Regions from separate parts of the Rattus norvegicus genome. Here region 1 is linked to region 2. A link is a contact called in public Hi-C data. All regions are on one chromosome and are shown on one strand. The core of a region is the stretch at or near the end of the contact, and the rest is flanking DNA. Distances in the headings are between cores, read along the strand shown.

The links. A called contact is a pair of places that touch in the nucleus more often than the background predicts.
Region 1: a Hi-C map of Schwann cells shows a contact between it and region 2, with 9 times the contacts expected there. The contact joins two enhancer-like sites. A contact is called at or near these places in 2 of 12 Hi-C or Micro-C datasets (the A7r5 cell line and Schwann cells).

Annotation. Positions count from the first base shown.
Region 1 is chr13:97,952,122-97,956,485 of GRCr8, reverse strand. No RefSeq gene overlaps it. Among named protein-coding and RNA genes, the nearest start is that of Dusp10, 190 kb to the left of the region's middle. Within about 2 kb of position 2,130, at least 10 of the 93 cell types and tissues checked have an H3K27ac peak or open chromatin away from gene starts, as enhancers often do. A contact at or near this core is called in Schwann cells, where this site is marked.
Region 2 is chr13:97,610,439-97,615,100 of GRCr8, reverse strand. No RefSeq gene overlaps it. Among named protein-coding and RNA genes, the nearest start is that of Hhipl2, 26 kb to the right of the region's middle. Within about 2 kb of position 2,825, at least 8 of the 93 cell types and tissues checked have an H3K27ac peak or open chromatin away from gene starts, as enhancers often do. A contact at or near this core is called in Schwann cells, where this site is marked.

The sequences.
Region 1 (4,364 bases), core at 881-3,380, 340 kb before region 2:
CATAGAAATGTCCAACCCCAAATCCCCCTTTGTCCTTCACTTGGAAAAAGTGCATGTTCCTAGAGGGGTGTGAGTTTAATGATTGCTACTCTGATGCCCAATAGGAAACGGGAAGCAATCACAGAGGCACTTGGACATGAGGTGATGAGTTTAATGATTGCTACTCTGATGCCCAATAGGAAACGGGAAGCAATAACAGAGGAAGGGAAGTTCAGTGTGGAGTCTACACAGCCTCTTGTGCTCTTTTATGGTGAGCTCAGAAGACTCACACCTGTTCCTTCATGAATAAAATGGTGCTGTTAACATCTACCTGAAGAGTTGTTGAGAAAATTCAACAGTTCTCTGCGTGAAATAGTTCCATATAACTAAAGCATGCTGGGAACTGTTCATGTAGAAACTCCTTTCAGCAAAAAGTAGCCACCATAAACATTTTATTAGCTGAACGATATTTTCTGAGAGCTGTTATTTTCACATTTTAAATAAACCATCTGTACTGATTTATTTAGTGTACTTACTAATCAAATCCTTGATGAATGCTGTGCCACTTTTTAAAAGAAGCAATTTAATTAGCTTTCCTCATAAAATATACATGATTCTAGCAGGCCCAGTACAAATTACTGATCAATTAGATCTAGGTAATAAGAACAGTGTACCCAGCCAAGTACTCAACCGAACCACACTCCAATTCTCTCAGTGTTACTGTTAAAACTATTTCAAGAGTTCCATGATAGTCTTTCAGACAAAGAAGACTGAAATCAACTGTTGCCTGCAGTTTCCTTGGCCCTTATCAAACTGGAGAGAAGTCCAGCTTGGAGTTAAGGCTGTTGAGCTCTTTGATGCTGTGATCTCAGAAGACTCATACCAGTGTCCTCATGAGTGAAATGGTGCTCTTCATGTCTACCTCAAGAGTCACTGAGACAATCCAACGAGACTCTGTAAGGTGTAGTTGCTATATCACTGGATGTGTGCTGCTGAGGCTGGAGAGGTGGCTAAGAGGTCAAGGGAACTTACTGCTCCTGGAGAGGACCTGAGTTCAGTTCTAAGGACCCATGTCAAGCAGTTCATAACTGCCTGTAACTCCAGCTCCAGGAGACTCAGTGTCCCCTTCTGGCCTCTACTCTCACCAGCACTCACATGCGCACACTCCCACACAACAGACACACACACCCATAAAAAAGAATATTAATAATAATTTTTTTAGGAAGGAAAATGCTTCTACTGTGACATTTTTTGAGGATCTGGATACACAGAATGTTTTCAGTCATCTACAAACCATTAACAGATGCTCATGTGAAGAAGAAAGCTTAGAATTTGGAGCTCTGGGGCAGCTCAGAAAGAGCCCCTGCCTCCCACCCCCATCCTGTCACATTACAACATTGCTGACCCAATCCATAGCCAAAGGTTGCATCCATTTGTTTGTGTGGAGACAATAGGACTAATTTCAATAACTGTTTGCTTTATAATTGCATTTACTCCTCTCAGACTTTGGGGACACTTTTATTTTGAAGTTTCCCCCACAGGTGGGTTCTCAGAGCTACAGAATTCTGAGTAGCATCAAGACAGGACTGGGCGGGTGGTGGTAAGAAATGTGGCACCTTCCCCAGCCATCGCAGGGGATGGGGTAGCCCTTGGAGGCAAGCTGGGAAAAACCTTTCCTCAGCCGCAGGTGTTATGATGGAGAGGAGCTTCTGAGGCAGGTGACCCGAGTTATTTTACTTCCACTCAAAGAAGCCATGTGACTTTTACATTGTCTAGATCCAACGTAGAAAACAATGGGCTGTGTGTGTTCTTATTTTCTTTTGTGTTAAGGAAAGGGCTACATGTTTAATAATTCAAAAATTATTTTAATGTTTTTCTTCTTTGAATAAAAATGCCCATGTCTTTAAGAAAGTTCTATCTGCAATATATGCCAATACTACCGTGTTTTCTGCAAGCAACTTGGGCATATGGGGGTTTTGGTATCCCCTTGCTGACACTGTAGGGTGACTGCATATAAAGGAGAGGCAAAAATGGAGTGGCCCCGAGCACTTTGGATGCCCTTCAGAGCTCAATGGAATTCAGTTTATAGACCACGAGACCAAAAAATTCCTTAATATCCCTCTCCAGCTCAAGCAGCTTATGAGTCAAATGGAATGCGTTAAAAACAACAAAAACCAGAGCCGTTTCTCCATAGAGATTGTATGTCCATGGGGGTTGTCTCTACAGGGATTATATGTTTATGAAGGTTGTCTCTACAGGGATTGTATGTCCATGGTGGTTTTGCGTAGTGGAAACTGTTCCTGGTTGTGTCCCTGGAAGAAACTGAAAGGAGAAATGACAAGAAAAGCACGCAGCTCTACCACACAGAAGTCTAAGGGGAGGAGATGAGGGTTGGGGGTCGTGCTAGAGCACCAGCCTCCCACTGAAGAAGGCATTTAGAGGCCCTAGAGCCCCTTCTACTGATGAGGTGTGCACACGCCCATGTGGACCTTCCACAAGAGCTGCCCTTCCTACTCTTCTTGAACTCTGCAGGGACAATTTATGCTGTGAGGGGTTCCTTGTGAGCTCAGCAGGGGCCTTCATCCTCACAACAGGCTTTTTAGGCTTGCTCTTCATGACTTACTGTAAGTTGAACTGAGCCATGAACTTAAACACCACCACCCACTACACTCCCCTTCCCCTGCCACACACCTCTCCCTCCCCAACCTTACTCGCTTCTGTCCCCACCACCACCTCCGGGGCCTGGTAATACACAGAAGGAACAAATGGGAACTCTGTATTGCCTAACTGGCATCTCACAAGGGAACACCGCCCAAAAGTACTGACTACATCCTATGTACAAAGAGTGGTCACAGTCATTCCTCATGAGTGAGTCCTCCACACGTGACCCTCCAAACGCCTTTCTTCTCAGCCTACATCCAAGTCTGGGGAACGCAGACTGGGAAATAATTGACAGCACAAAAGCCACTGACCTAAATGCATGACTACTAGTTACGTGTGCCTCGTGACCACTGAGAGCTTAGGCACTTTCTACTGAAACTTTTATTTTTGATTATTCAAGTTCCATGACACTCTGGCTTTGTTTAGAACAGACTTGCAGGGTCAGAGAAATGGTGCTTGCACATAGACCTGATGACCAGAGTTTATCCCTGGATCAATCGATCTCTCTCTCTCTCTCTCCCCCTTCCTCCCTACCCCTCTCTCCCCCATATCTCTCTCTCTCTCTCTCTCTCTCTCTCTCTCTCTCTCTCTCTCTCTCTCTCTCTCTCACACACACACACACACACACACATGAACACACACACCAATTCAGAAATGGCATGCAGCTATCACATATTTGCATTTTATACACCCTGTTTCTCAAAATCTGTAGCAATATCAACCCTCGATAGTTGCTTCTGTGACAATGGCAGATACAGTACTGTAGGCATTATCTCTTATGCACTGTTTAAAAGAATCACCTGTCAAAAGAGCTGAATGACCAACAACCAAGCTGGGGAGAATCGGAAGGACTTCTGGGAGAGATGGTACTCTGGAATAGAGTCAGCAGAGGGAAGGAAGATTTGCCATTGAGACACATGAAATTGAGAAGTAACCAACCATGTGGCAGACCTTAGGTTAGAATACATAGGATGATTGAGTTACAAGCTAGTGGGAAACAATGCCTAGCTAAAGCCAATGGATTGTATTAATAAATATCATCTCAGTGTCACCATTTGGGAACTAGGGCAGGCATGGAAAAGCCCCAAAGGGCTACACAACACCTGCATTTGTTATCTGTGGTCTAATGACTAATTACCTTCTAAATTTAATAGCTTAATTAAGGACCCCTCGGTTTCTACATCAGGTATTTAAGAGCTGGGTTATCTTGCTTAAGTTTCCCAGGAAGTTGCTGTCTGCACACTGCCTAGGTTACAGTTCTCTGAAGACTTACTAGGATGAGAGAAGTTGTCTCCAAGATGGCTCACTTGCATACCTGTTGGCCAGAGGCCTGGGTTTCACCTTTCTCCATCATCATGTGAACCTTCAATGCCGCTTCCCAAGTGTCCTCAAAACATGGCTGCTGGTGTCTCCTGGAATGAGCGATCTGAGAGGGCAGGGGAACAAGGAGGCCAATACGCCTTTTATGGTCATCTCAAGAGACGCATTCTGTCATCTGTAGCTTGATCTATGCGGCAGGAATGAGTTGCTGAGGCTGAAACCATGCTCGATGGGAGGAGACTTTGGCTCCATGTATTCTGGGGAGGTATAGCAAAGAGTGTGTGGACATATTTTAGATAGTTCATACTCTGAAAATGGAAACACTGAGAACACAGTTCTGCCAGGGAAACAGCTCCAGTGACAGGATTTTCTGCAGGTTGGCAGTGGCTTAAAGATCATTAACT
Region 2 (4,662 bases), core at 1,576-4,075:
AAACACTCCATTTCCTCTCTTACAGCATTCGATCCTTTCTAACTTAAACCATACTTCAGAGCTCCCTCAAGAAAGGACGGTCAGCTGAGTTCTATTCACGCTCCCCATAGCATCCCCTCTTACGCAGAGAGCGAACTGTGGAAGTGTGGAATAGACAGGACCTTAGGATAGAAACTGAGAGAGGAAAACTTTCTCACTAAGTCTATTTGAAAAAGAATGACTGAAGGTAATCAACCAGAGAGGTGTTGTGTAAAGTAGCGCAGTAGCACAGATTGTGTGTGTGTGTGTGTGTGTGTGTGTGTGTGTGTGTGTGGGTTAGAAGGCAACTTGTAGGTGTTGGTTCTCTCTCTCCACCATGTGGATTCCAGAGATTAAACTCTCACTCTGTCAGGCTCCCCAGTAAGCATCTTTATCTGCTAAACCACCTTGCCAGCCTCTCGAATTATTTTTGTAAAACAAACAAAAATTCTTCACTGTAAATATGACTGAGAGAAAAAGAGGTCCCAGGACTAGCCACAGCCTTGAAAACCTTCTCTCTCAATTCTAATTCAGGATGGGCAGGTGGTCCTACATCATCAAACCAGCACTCGACTGCAGCCAGCGTATTCCTGCGGCCCTGCTGAGTCCTCCCTGCAGCTCAAAGCACTGAGGTCAAATCTCCCTTGCCCTCTAAAAATTCCAACGCTGTTGCCCCTGCCTCACCCCCACCCTCTGCTTCTCTGATACCTCAGTCTGGAGGCATCACTCAGTCCAGACGCAGCCTTTGCCTTCCAAAGGCCAACTGTCCTGGCTAAAGACTATTACTTTTCAGACCTAGATCTGTGCTTAGGCAACCTCAGGCAGTCCATTTAAGGTCTTCTACACTAACAAGTTAACTTTGGAAGTACCCATTTCTCAGACTATGTGTGAGAGGATCAGCAGGGTAGAAGGTCTGTTTCCTTGTCTTCCTGAAGGCAGAGACCCCACATTTGTCTCTGCGCAGGTCTTCCGCAGTGCCCTGAAGGGAACATGGTGTGAAGTCGGTGTTCCTCAGATGAGAGAAGAATGAGAATGGGAAAATGCGTCCCAGGAGGAGGGACTCAAACTCCCACATAGATTTCACTTATTACTTTATAGCTACACAAAAGTGAGCCACCAGGGCACTTCTTGCCACCCAAGGCATAAAGAACAAACTCTGTTTCCTAGACCAGAGGTCTTGAGGGTCCACTGCTAATGTGAGGTGACCTGGGACACAGCATCCCACCACCAGATTGCCAGTCTCTCCATCTGGAAGCCTCACTGCTGGACGTAGCTGAGATCCACAAGCATCACACACAAGTGTAAAGGCCTCCATTGTGATCACTCACGAAGCCACAGTTGTCATCTCAGATGCTGTGTATGCTGTTGTGGGATTTAAATTTGCCGATTCCTTTATTCGGGTCTATAAATTCTGTTTATCATTTGTCATACTGACTTACTGCTTTCACTGGCCTGGGACCCGTGGCTCTCCAGACGCTCCTGGGAACAGAGTGTGGCAAACACCCAAAGGTCACCCACATACTTAAGAAACCAAATCTCTTTGCTTGGGAGCACTGTCTTCTAGGCACAACATGGTAATCACATGCCTGAGCTCACAGCCGTTGTGATGACCTACATGGGACAAGGGCGTCAGCATCTTAGGGGGGAAGGGGGCTCTAGAGACCCCACTCCTCTCTGAGGAGTTATGAGCCGCTAATGGTTACTGGGGGAGGGGAAACACGTTCTTCAGTGGTGTAACCATCTCTGAGTCGCCTGTGCCCCAGTAAACTACCTTTCATCCACACGCCTTTAAGCTTCCTAATGAAACTCTCTGGGCCAATGGCAACAAAAAAGACGTGAAAGTTGAATTGGGGGGCAGGGTGTTGGGAAGAGGGAGGGGACCAGGAGGAGAGGGATGGGAACAAGAGAAGGTGAATATAGCAAGATGCTTAAGATGTATGTATGGAGAGACAGTGAAAACCCGTTATGTATAATTAACAAATTATATTATTATTATGTATAATTAATATACTCCTACCACCCCGCTGTGTATTTAGCCTGCCATCTTTTTTTTTTTAAATGTGTAGCCCAGGCTGGCCTCGAACTCATGATCCTCCTGCCTCTGCCTCCTTCAGCAAATCCTACCGGTGTGCGCCACCACAACCGGCTTAGCCTACCATCTTTCTCCTGCCTTTTCTTTCTGCCAAACAATCCGGTATTTGACTCTCTCAAAATACCAGATTCTGCTCTGCTCCACTTTCCAGGAACGTAGCACTTAACACTGGGGGGACTTTTCCACAACATTTCAAACTGCTATTTGGCCCCTTTTTTCTTGAGCCTTTTGCTCAGTCCCCAGCACGGAAGCAGAGACCACTCTCCAGAGACAGCCTGGTCACGTTAAAGCTTCAAGTCGACAAAACTGTCCCAAGCTGGGGACTGGCAGCGCAAACAGGAGCCCGAGTGACAGGGCCCTTCCCTCTGGACTGTCACCACAACACACTGTCCATGCCGGATCTCATATGACTGGGCACCAGATGGCTCAAATTCACCTGCAAGGCCAGGCCTGCTGCGAGACTTCGTCTAATTGTGTGTTTTGATCATTTGGAATCTGCAGCCAGAGCCTCTGGCGGCAAATGTCCTTCTCCACCAGTTCAGGCAAGAAAATGTACCTGCCGTCGTCATGGCGTTTGCTTCACTGGGCTGCTGACTTATTTTAAGAACTAAATCGCTCCTGTTACTCTATTTTCCTCTTCAGGAGTGAGAGACTCCAAGACTGGTATAATTTGTAGCCAGGGCTGGCATCCTCTTATGTGGTGAACTAGCGCCACCTACTGACTACTCACTTCACAGCAGCCAAGAGGACAGCAAGGTCCTCTTGTAGGGAAAAGTTCTCTACTTACTACTCAGCAGGCAGACTTTGCCTGGAAGTCTTGTACTGTGCACTTTTTAATCTTTAATGTAAATAAACTGGGACCATGTCACCAAGAAGGAAGCTGGGCGAGCTCTTTACTTGCGAGCCCTGCCTCACCCCTTTCTCTTTAGCCGCCTTTGCTTATAAATGATGACCTCGTGACAGAGAAGCTGATGTCGTCCCCAGGCAACCCAAGCACAGACATGGAGAAAGATGGCCCTCCCAAGGGACCCGTGCAACTTTCTTGTCTTTAACCTTCCTGCTCAAGGTCTCTAAACTTGGAGTGCAAGATTACCCTCCCGGTACCCGTGGCCCTTCCCATCCAAGAGGTAGAAAGTGTTTCCACATAGTCACTAAGCATAGATAGGCTACTTACCAGGAAGCCTCCATGGTACTTACTCATTCCCTGCCCAGTGCATGAACCCCGAGCTGGTACTCACCATCGAACAGATGCCTTACAGATATTTAGAGACTGAGATTTACTGACCTTGGTACCACAGGGTCAAAGTGGTCTGTGTCACTGTGAAGCTGTCTGTTCGCCACAAACACTTAACACTCCCCCTCTTTTGCCAAGGAGATGCCAGTAGCAACCCCAATCCCCAGCTCCATCCTGAAACAACTATTGAAATATCTGCAGGTGTTCCCGTTGGCTCCCTGGGGTGGGAGATGCAAAATCATCCCTGATTGGAAACCCTGGGTCTGGAACTCAGGTTCCCAAGGCTGGTGGTTTGGATGTAAAATGTCCCCCATAGTCTCATGTGTTTAAACACTTTGTCCCAGTAGGTGGCGCTGTTTGGGAGGTTGGCCATGGAGCTCAGGACATGGGAGTCTGTAGGGGCAAACCCTTCGGTTTGTAGGCAGGTCCTGCTTGGAACTTACTCTCTGTTCCTAATTCTCCTTCTACTTCCCTGAATGAGGAACAAGCCACACCACAAGCTCCGACCACCACAGGTGTACTGCCTTTCCCACCATGAAGAGCTATAGCTCCTAAGTCATGCACCAAAATAAACCTCCCCTCTCTTAAATTGCTTCTATGAGGTATTCTGTCATGGGGGGGCGGGGAGTAACTAATACACTGGGGAATGGCCAAAAGAAAGGGATGTGGGGGTTGAGGAGCAATGAGAGGAGGAGTGGGGGAGGAGGAGTGGGAGGAGGAGGAGGAGGAGGAGGAGGAGGAGGAAGGGTGGGGAGGAGCAGGAGGAGGAGCCACTACTATAAACTACCATTTAACACAAAGTTGTCTTATAAAAGGCACAAGTCTTGTCCCAAGAACTTTGTGACCTCTTACTATTTAACCCATGAATAGTCTATACCAGCTCCTTAGGGAAATATTTCGGTTATACATGAAGAAACTGAAGTTCAGAAATGTCATGTCACTTGACTGAGGTCACCCAGCCAGCAGTAGCAGAACAGCCATAGAAAACCAGGATTTCCTGACCCCAAGATGAGAAATAACACTATCTCCCACTCCAGGACAAAAAGTTCTAGAGCCACCCGATTCTCCACCATCCTGCTTGTCTTCCAGCGCTGTCCGAACAATTTATCTGAATTTAAACATATGCAAAGGCTTAACCACTCTCTAAAGAAAACCTGAAGAAACCTGAAGTTTTCATGTGGAGGCGTTTCTGTTTGAGCTCTGAGAGTTTCTTCGGCTGTTTCCATCGGCTCCCTGGGGTGGAAGGTACAAAGTCGTCCCTGATTGAAACCCTGAGTCTGGAACTCGGGTTCCCAAGTCTGGTGGTTGGATGTAAAAT